Linked DNA regions of Mus musculus: region 1 is linked to region 2. A link is a contact called in public promoter capture Hi-C data. All regions are on one chromosome and are shown on one strand. Each heading gives the region's core, a stretch centred on a gene start, on an enhancer-like site or on the middle of the called end of the contact. The rest is flanking DNA. Distances are from core to core; before and after follow the strand shown. Region 1 holds the start of Alox12e (arachidonate lipoxygenase, epidermal). Region 2 holds the start of Sat2 (spermidine/spermine N1-acetyl transferase 2).

The links. Promoter capture Hi-C pulls out the DNA fragments that hold promoters and counts their contacts.
Region 1: a contact with region 2 is called in a promoter capture Hi-C map of liver, with 2.1 times the contacts expected there. The contact joins the promoter of Alox12e here to the promoter of Sat2 in region 2. A contact is called at or near these places in 2 of 39 promoter capture datasets (both in liver).

What each region holds. Positions count from the first base shown.
Region 1 is chr11:70,320,277-70,324,995 of GRCm38.p6, reverse strand. Alox12e (arachidonate lipoxygenase, epidermal) reads left to right here and starts at 2,466. Exons shown (of 14, transcript NM_145684.2): 1 at 2,466-2,674; 2 at 3,110-3,311; 3 at 3,483-3,564; 4 at 3,646-3,768; 5 at 3,857-3,960; 6 at 4,106-4,266. The coding sequence starts at 2,540.
Region 2 is chr11:69,619,775-69,624,373 of GRCm38.p6, reverse strand. It overlaps Sat2 (spermidine/spermine N1-acetyl transferase 2), which reads right to left and starts at 2,322. Exons shown (of 6, transcript NM_026991.3): 1 at 2,042-2,322; 2 at 1,830-1,881; 3 at 1,584-1,667; 4 at 1,413-1,514; 5 at 1,222-1,262; 6 at 496-883. The coding sequence starts at 2,107. The coding sequence ends at 716.

The DNA.
Region 1 (4,719 bases), core at 1,217-3,716, 700 kb before region 2:
GGGGATGACACAGGCAGAAGGGACAATACACTGTGCTCAATACTGCGGGTAATGAAGCCTAAGCCGTGGCAGACGGATGGGTGACTCAAATGTAAGAAATGAAAGTTCAGAGTCAGGGTAGGAATTTGAGTTAGTCACCTCCCGAAGACCTCCACCTCTGAGCATCGATGAGGTGGAGAACACAGGAGCTCTTGAGGATCGTTCCATGTCCAGACCCTCGGGCTAACCTTTTGGGGTACTTACCGTGTTATCTCCTCCAAAAAGACTGACACATGTGCCTTCAGCATGCCAAATGCACATAGCAAGGAGAGAGTGTGACATTTCAGTGCCTGCCTGGTAAACTGTATGCCTGCTAAGAACAGTTGTTTGAGGCTGGGGAAGAGGGCCACAGGAGGCCCTACATTTCAACCCTCAAGACCCACAAAGTAAGCTAGGCATGGCTTTGAGTGCCTGTGACCCCAGCACACGCAGGGAGTAGCGATGAGCAGGTCCTGAGATCTCACTGGCCAGTCAGCCTAGACAGAATGGTGAACTCCTGGGCCAGTGAGAGGCTTTGTCTCAAGGAAATAAGGTAGGGATCAATAGAGAAAGATACTCCCAAAAGTTCTTCTCTGGTCTACACACACACACACACACACACACACACACACACACCCCATGAGAAAGAACACAGGACTCTGGAGCCTGTCATGGAAAAACTGCAATTCCGGGCAGCCTGGGCTAAATGGAGTATAATGAGAACATGTATCAATGGGGGGATACGTGAACTATGATTATTGTAAAATTGTGCAACCCATAAACAAATATTAGCACTGGGATGGTAGCATAGCTATATTTTTAAAATTAGAATCAAATAGAATATTCTCTGACTATATAAGCAAGATGCATTTAAAAAGCCCTGCCATGATACTGATGCGAAGTAGCCAAGATAACTGTTTAAAAAATAAAAAGCCAGGCATGGTGGCACAAGCCTTTAATTCCAGCACCCAGGGGCAGAGGCAGAGGCAGAGGCAGAGGCAGAGGCAGAGGCAGAGGCAGAGGCAGAGGCAGAGGCAGAGGCAGAGGCAGAGGCAGAGGCAGAGGCAGAGGCAGAGGCAGAGGCAGAGGCAGAGGCAGATGGATCTCTCTGAGTTCAAGACCAGCCTGGTCTACAGAGTGAGTTCCAGGACAACCAGGGCTGTCTCAGCTCTCCTGGGAAGGGCGAGTGCAGGACCACAACTGGGCTCACAGAGACCTGGGGACCTGGGACTCTGCAGGGGTCCTGGAGTGAAAGGAACACAAGAAAGGGGTTGGGCCTGTCTCCAAAAACAAACAACAAGAAAGGCTGAGGGAAAACTGGTAAAGAACTAGACAAGTTGCATTTAGTGTTTGTTCTGCAAGATCCTTCAAGCACCCGCTCCACTATAAACTAATGGCAAGTCCGTGTCCTCCCCCCCCCCCCCCCCCCGTTTGTCTGAGAAAGTACATCTATACTTTTAGATTCAGGTCTCAGTCGCATGTTTTTTTGTTTTGTTTTGTTTTGTTTTGTTGTTTTTGTTTTTGTTTTTGTTTTTTTCGAGACAGGGTTTCTCTGTGAAGCCCTGGCTATCCTGGCACTCACTTTGTAGACCAGGCTGGCCTCGAACTCAGAAATCCGCCTGCCTCTGCCTCCCGAGTGCTGGGATTAAAGGCGTGCACCACGCCCGGCTCTCAGCCGCATGTTTTGACGGACTCTTCGACCACGAGGCAAGGGATCAGTTAGTTAAGTAGTTAGCTCTTAAGCAAAATCCATTGTGGATTCAGGGACTTTTGTCCACAGGAGCACAGGAGCACCTGGACAGAGGCAGGAGTGTCACAGGACAGAGAGGTATACCCCTGTACTCGCTCTGAGGAGGAAGGGGGGCCGAACTCTGGGAGATGTGGTGGGAAGACTTAGTCCTGAAGAGAGTCCTCTCTCCTGTTCCTTTCCCTGTCCCCTTCCCTGCAGTTTGTCCACAGTATGGGTGCTCAGCCTAAAGCTTTGTCTTCAAAGATCAGGTTTCAGGGAGGTCCAATGGAAACTTCCAGACTATAGGGAAATTCCAAACTCCCTCCTCGGGCTCTCCAGTTTGAACAATGAACACCTCTACTGCACCTGTCCTCAACAAAAACAACAACAAAACTCTTTGGTCCTTGCCAAGATGCTAAGCTCACTTCCACGGAAAAGCGCGCCCCACCCAAAGCCTTTCTACTGCTGTCATCACTGCCTGCTGCGCTTTTTTTTTCCACTAAAATTGGGTGGGCGTGAGACTTAGCTAGCTGATGTGCTTAGCTCAGGGCTGGGCATGAAGCCCTTGCCAAGAAAACAAGGTAGGGATGCATTTTTGGAAACTGCTGGCAAACCATCTAGAGACAGTGAAGGTGAGAATCAGATACCTGCTCCTTAGTTGGGGAGGGACCTGAGTGGGCGGGGGCAATTCAAATACACCAAACTCTGGTCTAGGTGTGACTCTCTGGAGGCAGCCTCTCAGATCCTCTTAAGAGCAGTTTCCCCCCAGGTCCCTCTAGAGGATCAGCCGAGATGGTCAAGTACAAGATCCTCGTAGCCACTGGAGACTCGGTTTTTGCGGGCTCCGCCAACCTGGTGCATCTGTGGCTGGTGGGCGAGCATGGAGAGGCGGACCTTGGGAAGCAGCTGCGGCCACTGCTGGGAAGGGTGAGTGCCGGCCACTACGTGGGGCTCTCGCGGAGAACCGGGGATCTGAGACTCTGCAGGGGTTCTGGGAACTGTGGGGAGGGGAGGAAGCCTGATCCCAGAGAACCACTGAGAAGGTGATCCGGGAGTGATAGCAGGCGCAGGTGGGCTGGCTGCGAGAAAAGGGGACAGAGAAAGGAATAGGAGAGAGGGGCTGGGCAGAAAGAGGGGGCGGGGATGAGACAACACTGGGGAGCGCTGCAGGTGCACAGAGGAGCCTGGAGCCCAGCAGAGCGCCCCGCTCCTTCCTCGACGCCACTCGGTTCAGGTCTCTTTCCTTGAGTGCTTCTTAGAAGGGCAATTGGAGCCAAAGCCAAGCTTCTCCGAGGGCTCACTGACACTGCTGCCCACACGGAGGACCCCAGACTTGCTTAGGAGCTGTGTCCTATCCCACAGAAGACAGAGCTGGAGGTCGACGTCCCCTTGCATCTAGGGCGCCTCCTGGCGGTGAAGCTGCGCAAACAGAAAGGCCTATTGGATTCTGACTGGTTCTGCAAGAGCATCACTGTGCAGGGCCCTGGGACCCAAGGAGAAGCCTTTTTCCCCTGCTACAGTTGGGTGCAGGGCAAGGAGACTATCTGCCTAACCGAGGGCACTGGTGAGGACTCTGGCGGTGCCGCTGAAGGATGCAGGAGGTCGTTGGGCTTGTTATGAAATAAATTACAGAAAAGATTAGAGATAGAGGGGAGCGGGGGAGACGAGAAAGGATGAGATGGAGGGCACAGAGCGGTGCCCTAAGAGGACACACTTTTGTGTCTGCTTCTTCCAGCCCTGAAGGTAACTGATGACACTCAGAACCTGTTTAGGAAGTATCGAGAGCAGGAGCTGGAGAACAGAAGGAATGTGTATCGGTGAGTTCAAGAAAACTGTCGATCGCCCTCTAGAGCCTCCAAACCCACTGTCTCACGTAAGGCTCCGTATCTGTTCCCCAGGTGGGGCTCCTGGAAGGAGGGATTAATCCTGCCTATAGCAGGGAGTACTGAACGGGACCTCCCCCGGAACCAGAGATTCATGAAGGATAAGGATTTAGATTTTTCCCTCTCTCTGGTCAAAGAGTGAGTACTTGGTTGAGTTTGCGCAGTTTCGCCTTAAGCTGTAAGGTGGGCTCTTTCTTGATCTTCTTGCACGGTGTTCTTTGCACAGGTTGAAGAACTTTGCTATTAAGGGGACTCTAGATTTTGTAAGTCGTGTACAAAAGCTGGAAGATTACCAGAAAGTATTCCCACATACAAAGACTGCTCTGCCTGGTCAGTGACCACAATTTCCTAAAGTCTCTTTAATCAGAATTCCAACCCAGCTATCCGAGAGAACTGGGGAGAGAGGGCAGGAGATGATGGGTTGGCTGGAGGGCACGTTTAGAGCTCACACTGTGTTCTCAACGGATGTCTTCAGAGCGGGTCCGTGGTTCCTGGAAGGAAGATGCTCTCTTTGGGTACCAGTTCCTCAACGGTGCAAACCCCATGCTCCTGAGGCGGTCCATGCGCCTTCCAGCCCGGCTGGTCCTGCCTCCAGGGATGGAAGACGTACAGACCCAGCTGGAGAAGGAGCTCAAGGTGCTGAGCTGCCTCTGTTTAGCTTATGCACCCAACCCCATCCCCATGGTTCTGACCGATTTCTTTCCCTTTCCTTGCTTCCTTCCCCCCCACCTCTCCTTGTGTGACTCCATCATCAATACCCTCCTTTATCTGCATTTAGGATTTCTTTTCTTAGATCATTTTTTAAGGTTAGCATACAAAATGGTGACAGGTTTCATCATCACTTGGAGTTTCTCAACTTTGGAGCTATGCCATGGTTGTGACCTATATAATTCTTTCTTTTAGGGTGTTCCCCTGTATAGTAATGTCCTAGTAATATCTCCTGCCTCTTACCTATTAGATGTCAGTAGTACATCTTTTGTGACAACCAAAAATATTGCCAAATGGTGGCGGGCTGTGTGAGGGGGGTGGAGCAGAATTACCTGTGGCTGAAATTTGTAACTGATGTAGTCTTAGCTCCTTCACCCTTTA
Region 2 (4,599 bases), core at 1,073-3,572:
GTTAAAAGCAGACTGCTCCTCCAGAGGTCCTGAGCTTCATTCCCAGTGTTTTAAAGATTTGTTTTGTTTTTTTTTAATTTTTTTTTTTAATGAAACAAGTCTCACTTTCCCTGGTGGGCCCCCAAACCCCTGAGCTGGAGGTTTTTATACTCCCGGCTCCCCAGTACCATGCATCATACCTACCTAGTAGAGGTTGATTAGTCAAGGGGAGGCAATTGCTCCTTCCCAGTGTCCCTTGAAATGCTGACGGCAGCGCACAGTCTGCGGCCTTTATCGCATTAGTCCTAAAATATCTTTGGGTTCCAAAGATGAATGACAAGCTTGATATACCATTGCTTATTCCCTCTTGTTCTTTTTTTTTTTTTTTTTTTTTTTCTAACAGGCTAGAGGCAAGACTAGGGTGCCCAGAGTCCTTGAGGCCTCCATGACCCCTGCCTCTTTGGCTGTCCCAGCCCTCATCAGAACAATGTTCAAATAGAAGGGCTTCAAAATGGCTGCAGCATCACATCCTCTACCCATGAGGGCAAAGCAAGTATTTTATTTGTGGTTCCTAATAAGGCTTCTCCCTCTTCCACTCTTTCTGTACTTCAGGAGTCTGCACCCTGGGAGGCCTCTGGGTGAGCGAGCGTCTGTCTGGGTCAGTGCCTATGGTTATGGTCTTAGGAAAACTTGATATGGTGATCCCAAAGAAGAGGCAGGAGAGAGAGGGCGTAAGTCAGCGTCCTGCCAACTCCCTCATTGCCTCGCCTTCAAATCGAAAGGAGAGCCAGCCTTCCGATTCAGTCAGATCTTGAGCCCCTAGAAATTTGTACAAGTTCACGGCCTTCTTGTTCCAATCCAGAACTGCCAGGCGGAACTGGGAGCAACCCTTATTCAGGGCAACCTGTAGAAGACATACGCTTACTGCACAGGGCTCAAAAACTAATGGCTGGCACACACCTTTAATCCCAGCACCTTTAATTCCTGCAGAGGCAGGCAGACCTCTGAGTTGGAGGCCAGCCTGGTCTACAGAGCAAGTTCTAGGACAATCAGGACTACACAGAGAAACCCTGTCTTGAACAACAAACAATAAAAAGAAAAATCTTTCTCATCCCCCTCATTCAACCTCGACACTCCCACTTACGTGACTGATTGATTGATTGATTGATTGATGGTTTGGCTGACTGGCTGGCTTTCGTTTGGGGGCGGTAACTAGTTTGTAAGCCCCACCCCTTTGCTCACCTCAGCCACCTTTTTGATTATTTTGGTACCAATCCCTTGACCTATAGTGGAGAAAGGGACAGGAAGGACTATTATTTGAGTTGAAAGGGTATCAAAGGAAACTATAATCTGAGGTTGGGGTAATGGGATAGGTCTGAGGACTGTTCATTGGGTCTGTGGGCATTCTGTCCATCCTTAGCCCCAGCCAGTACCCCGATATTGCGGCATCACATAGATGTCTTCCAGATAAACGTTTCGTCCGGTCCATGTGCTATAGATGAAGTAGTACAGCCCATAGCCCACCACAAGGGACCCTGAAAATGAGAGAGAAGAGTGAGGCTTTTGGGAGGAAAAACACGGAGGATAACTGCAGGCTTCCTTACCTTGTGACTCCCCAGGTGCTGGGATAATCTCTGCCACCAAACAGTGAAAGAAAGGGTTCTCTCCAAAGCCATCTGCTCGCAGAGCTATAAAGATTGGAGGTATGACAAAAAAGGCAGAGATGGGCCGGGAAAAACCGGAACTTGGAGTAAAGCCCAGTCCAGTAGTTACGATCTTAGGACTCCATCCTTCCACCCCATCACCCGCCCCCCATCTCAATCAGGACCCAGGTGCACAGCCTCACCCACCTTCTTCACTGATCTTCACCTGATGGGACAGTTTCTCGAACTCTGCCAGTTCCTATAACAGGGGTACCAAAACAACATTAAGGCAGGAAGGTCCTGATCTCTGAGAACAGGGTCCAAAGGTGCACCCTCATTTCTGACTCCCCAACTCCAGCCAAACTGCTCCCAGCCCCCCACCCCCACCCCGCACTGTTTTTCCAAACCGCAGTCTTTACCCGGATCATCCTCATAATGTCTCCACAATCGCTCTCCCTGGCCTCTCGGATTCGCGTGGAAGCCATTCCGAGCCTCACTGTCAAAAATCAAAGATCACAGACAACTCCCACGTTTGCAGAACCGCGGAGGTCTGGTCTCAAAGCTCAGGTCTCAAAGTGCTGGGAGCGAGGGGCAGAAGAAATGCTAGAAGCTTCTAGACAAGATTCTGGCACCAACCGGTCTCAGCTGGGAGGATTAGCCGGCCTGGTGGTCTCTTCTGCCAGAAAAGGCCTTAAATTCTGAGCCCCCTCCGGGCCTCCCTGCAGCCAATCAGCTTGCTGCTTACGACCATTTCCCCACCCCCACCCCCTGGTCCCGCCTCGCCTCGCTGTCCAGTGACTGGACTCTGCGCCGGACTACTTAAGCTTCCTGTTTGTTTGTTTATTTTTTGTATTTTGTATTTTATTTATTTATTTTGGTTTTTCGAGACAGGGTTTCTCTGTGTAGCCTTGGCTATCCAGTCTGTGTCGTACATACCTCAAGCTTAAAAGTCCTCCCCTACCCTGCTTTAGTTAGAGTACACTCCAGTTAGCTGCTTTAGTTTTCACTCTTAGCCGTCTAATCACTGGGGCATCCCCGACCCTGAGGGAGCCCAAGACCCCCGACCGGTTCCTGTAGCTGTCTTTGGTAGTGGAAGCCCTGTGCTATGCCTCTGGCAGCTTTTCCTCCTTCCCTTCTTTGGTTCTAGGCATTAAATCCAGTACTCAGGACATGCTGAAAAAAGCCCTACACTTGATTCCTATAGCTGTTTTGTGGCTCATAATGGTGTCCTCAAAGGGACAGTTGTGTTTTGACGTTTCCTCATTAGGTTCTGTTAACAAATCCCTGTAATTAACAGTAACAGCAGGTCCCTTATTCTTTTTTCTCCTTTATATCTGATAGGGTTTGTTGTTGTTGTTGTTGTTTTGTGGTTTTTTTGTTTGTTTGTTTTTTGTTTTTGAGAGGCTGGCCTCGAACTCAGAAATCCACCTGCCTCTGCCTCCCAAGTGCTAGGATTAAAGGCGTGCGCCACCAAGCCAGGCCTGATAGGGTTTTCAGGGAGTGGAAGATTTTCCTGGATATGTAGCCCAGGCTAGGCTCAAATTTGCTGTGTAGCCAAGGATGATCTAGAACTACTGATTTTCCTGCCTCTACCTCCCCAGTGCTGGGATTATGTATATCACTATATCTGACTTAGCCTCAAACCTTTGATGTTCTGGGCTCAATACCCCTTTGTTCTCCAGTAGCAACTGGGGCTACAATCTTGTGCCACCGTGTCCACCTCTTTTTTTGCTTTGTTTTTGTTTTTGTTTTTTTGAGACAAAGAGTCTCACTCTAACACCCATGCTGGCCTGAAACTCATGATACAGCTGAGGCTCTCCTCAAACTCAAAGCAGCCTCTTATCTCTTACAACTTCTCCAGTGTCAAGTGTTTGGGTTGTCGGTGTGAGCACCACGCCCACTCAGCCTTGAGTTCTTATTTTATTTTCAGTGAGTGAGTGTGCTGTCTGTGCAGTTGTGCTTGCTGGTGCATGCGAATTCTCGGGGAGCAAGAAGTCTAGGTTGAATCTCTTCTTCAGTTACTCTGAGAAAGAGAGAGAGAGAGAGAGAGAGAGAGAGAGAGAAAGAGAGAGAGAGGCCTTCCACCAAGAAGCCTGGAGCTCAGCAGTCAATCCTGCTAGGCAGGCTGGCCTCTGTACCCTCTACTGCTCCATCTTCCCCAGCGCTAGGGTCAAAGGTGTGTGCCACTCAGTCCAGGTGGATTGTAGGTGTGGGCCATCCAAACTTACAGCTTCCTGTTTGCACAGCAAGCTCTCTACTCTGGAGTTCTTTCCCCAACCAAGTCTTGAACTCTGGATCTGAGCCTCAGTAGCTTTGATTACATTCCCTCCCCCCACCTCTACCCCGCTACATCTGTTTTTGTTTGTTTGTTTGTTTGTTTTTGTGTGTGTGGGTATGGAGTGTTTGTGCCTGCACTGTATATATGTCCACCACGTTTGTCTCAGGATCCCTCAGGGGATAGGAGAGGATGTCCATTCCCTAGAACTGTACTTGTGGGTTGCTATGTGGGTTCCGGAAATTGATCCCAAGTCCTCTGCAAGAGCAGCCAGCACTCTCAACTACTGAGCCACCTCTCTAAATCATCTCTCCAACTGCCTTTTATATTTTTATCTATCTATCTATCTATCTATCTATCTATCTATCTATCTATCTATCTATCTACCTACCTACCTACCTATCCATCCATCCATCCATCCATCTATCTATCTATCTTACATATGTATTGGTGTTTTGCCTGCATATCTGTCTGTGTGTGGGTGTTGGGTCCCCAGGAAGTGGAGTTATAGACAGTTGTGAGCTGAGAATTGAACCTGGGTTCTCTGCAAGAGCAGCTAGTGCTCTTAACCACTGAGCCCTCTCTCCAGCTCCATGCTTTTTTTTTTTTTTAATGTGTGTATTTCTAGGCTTAAGAAATGGTTCAGTGGTTAGAAGAAAGCAGTCAGGGGCTGGTGAGATGGCTCAGTGGGTAAGAGCACTC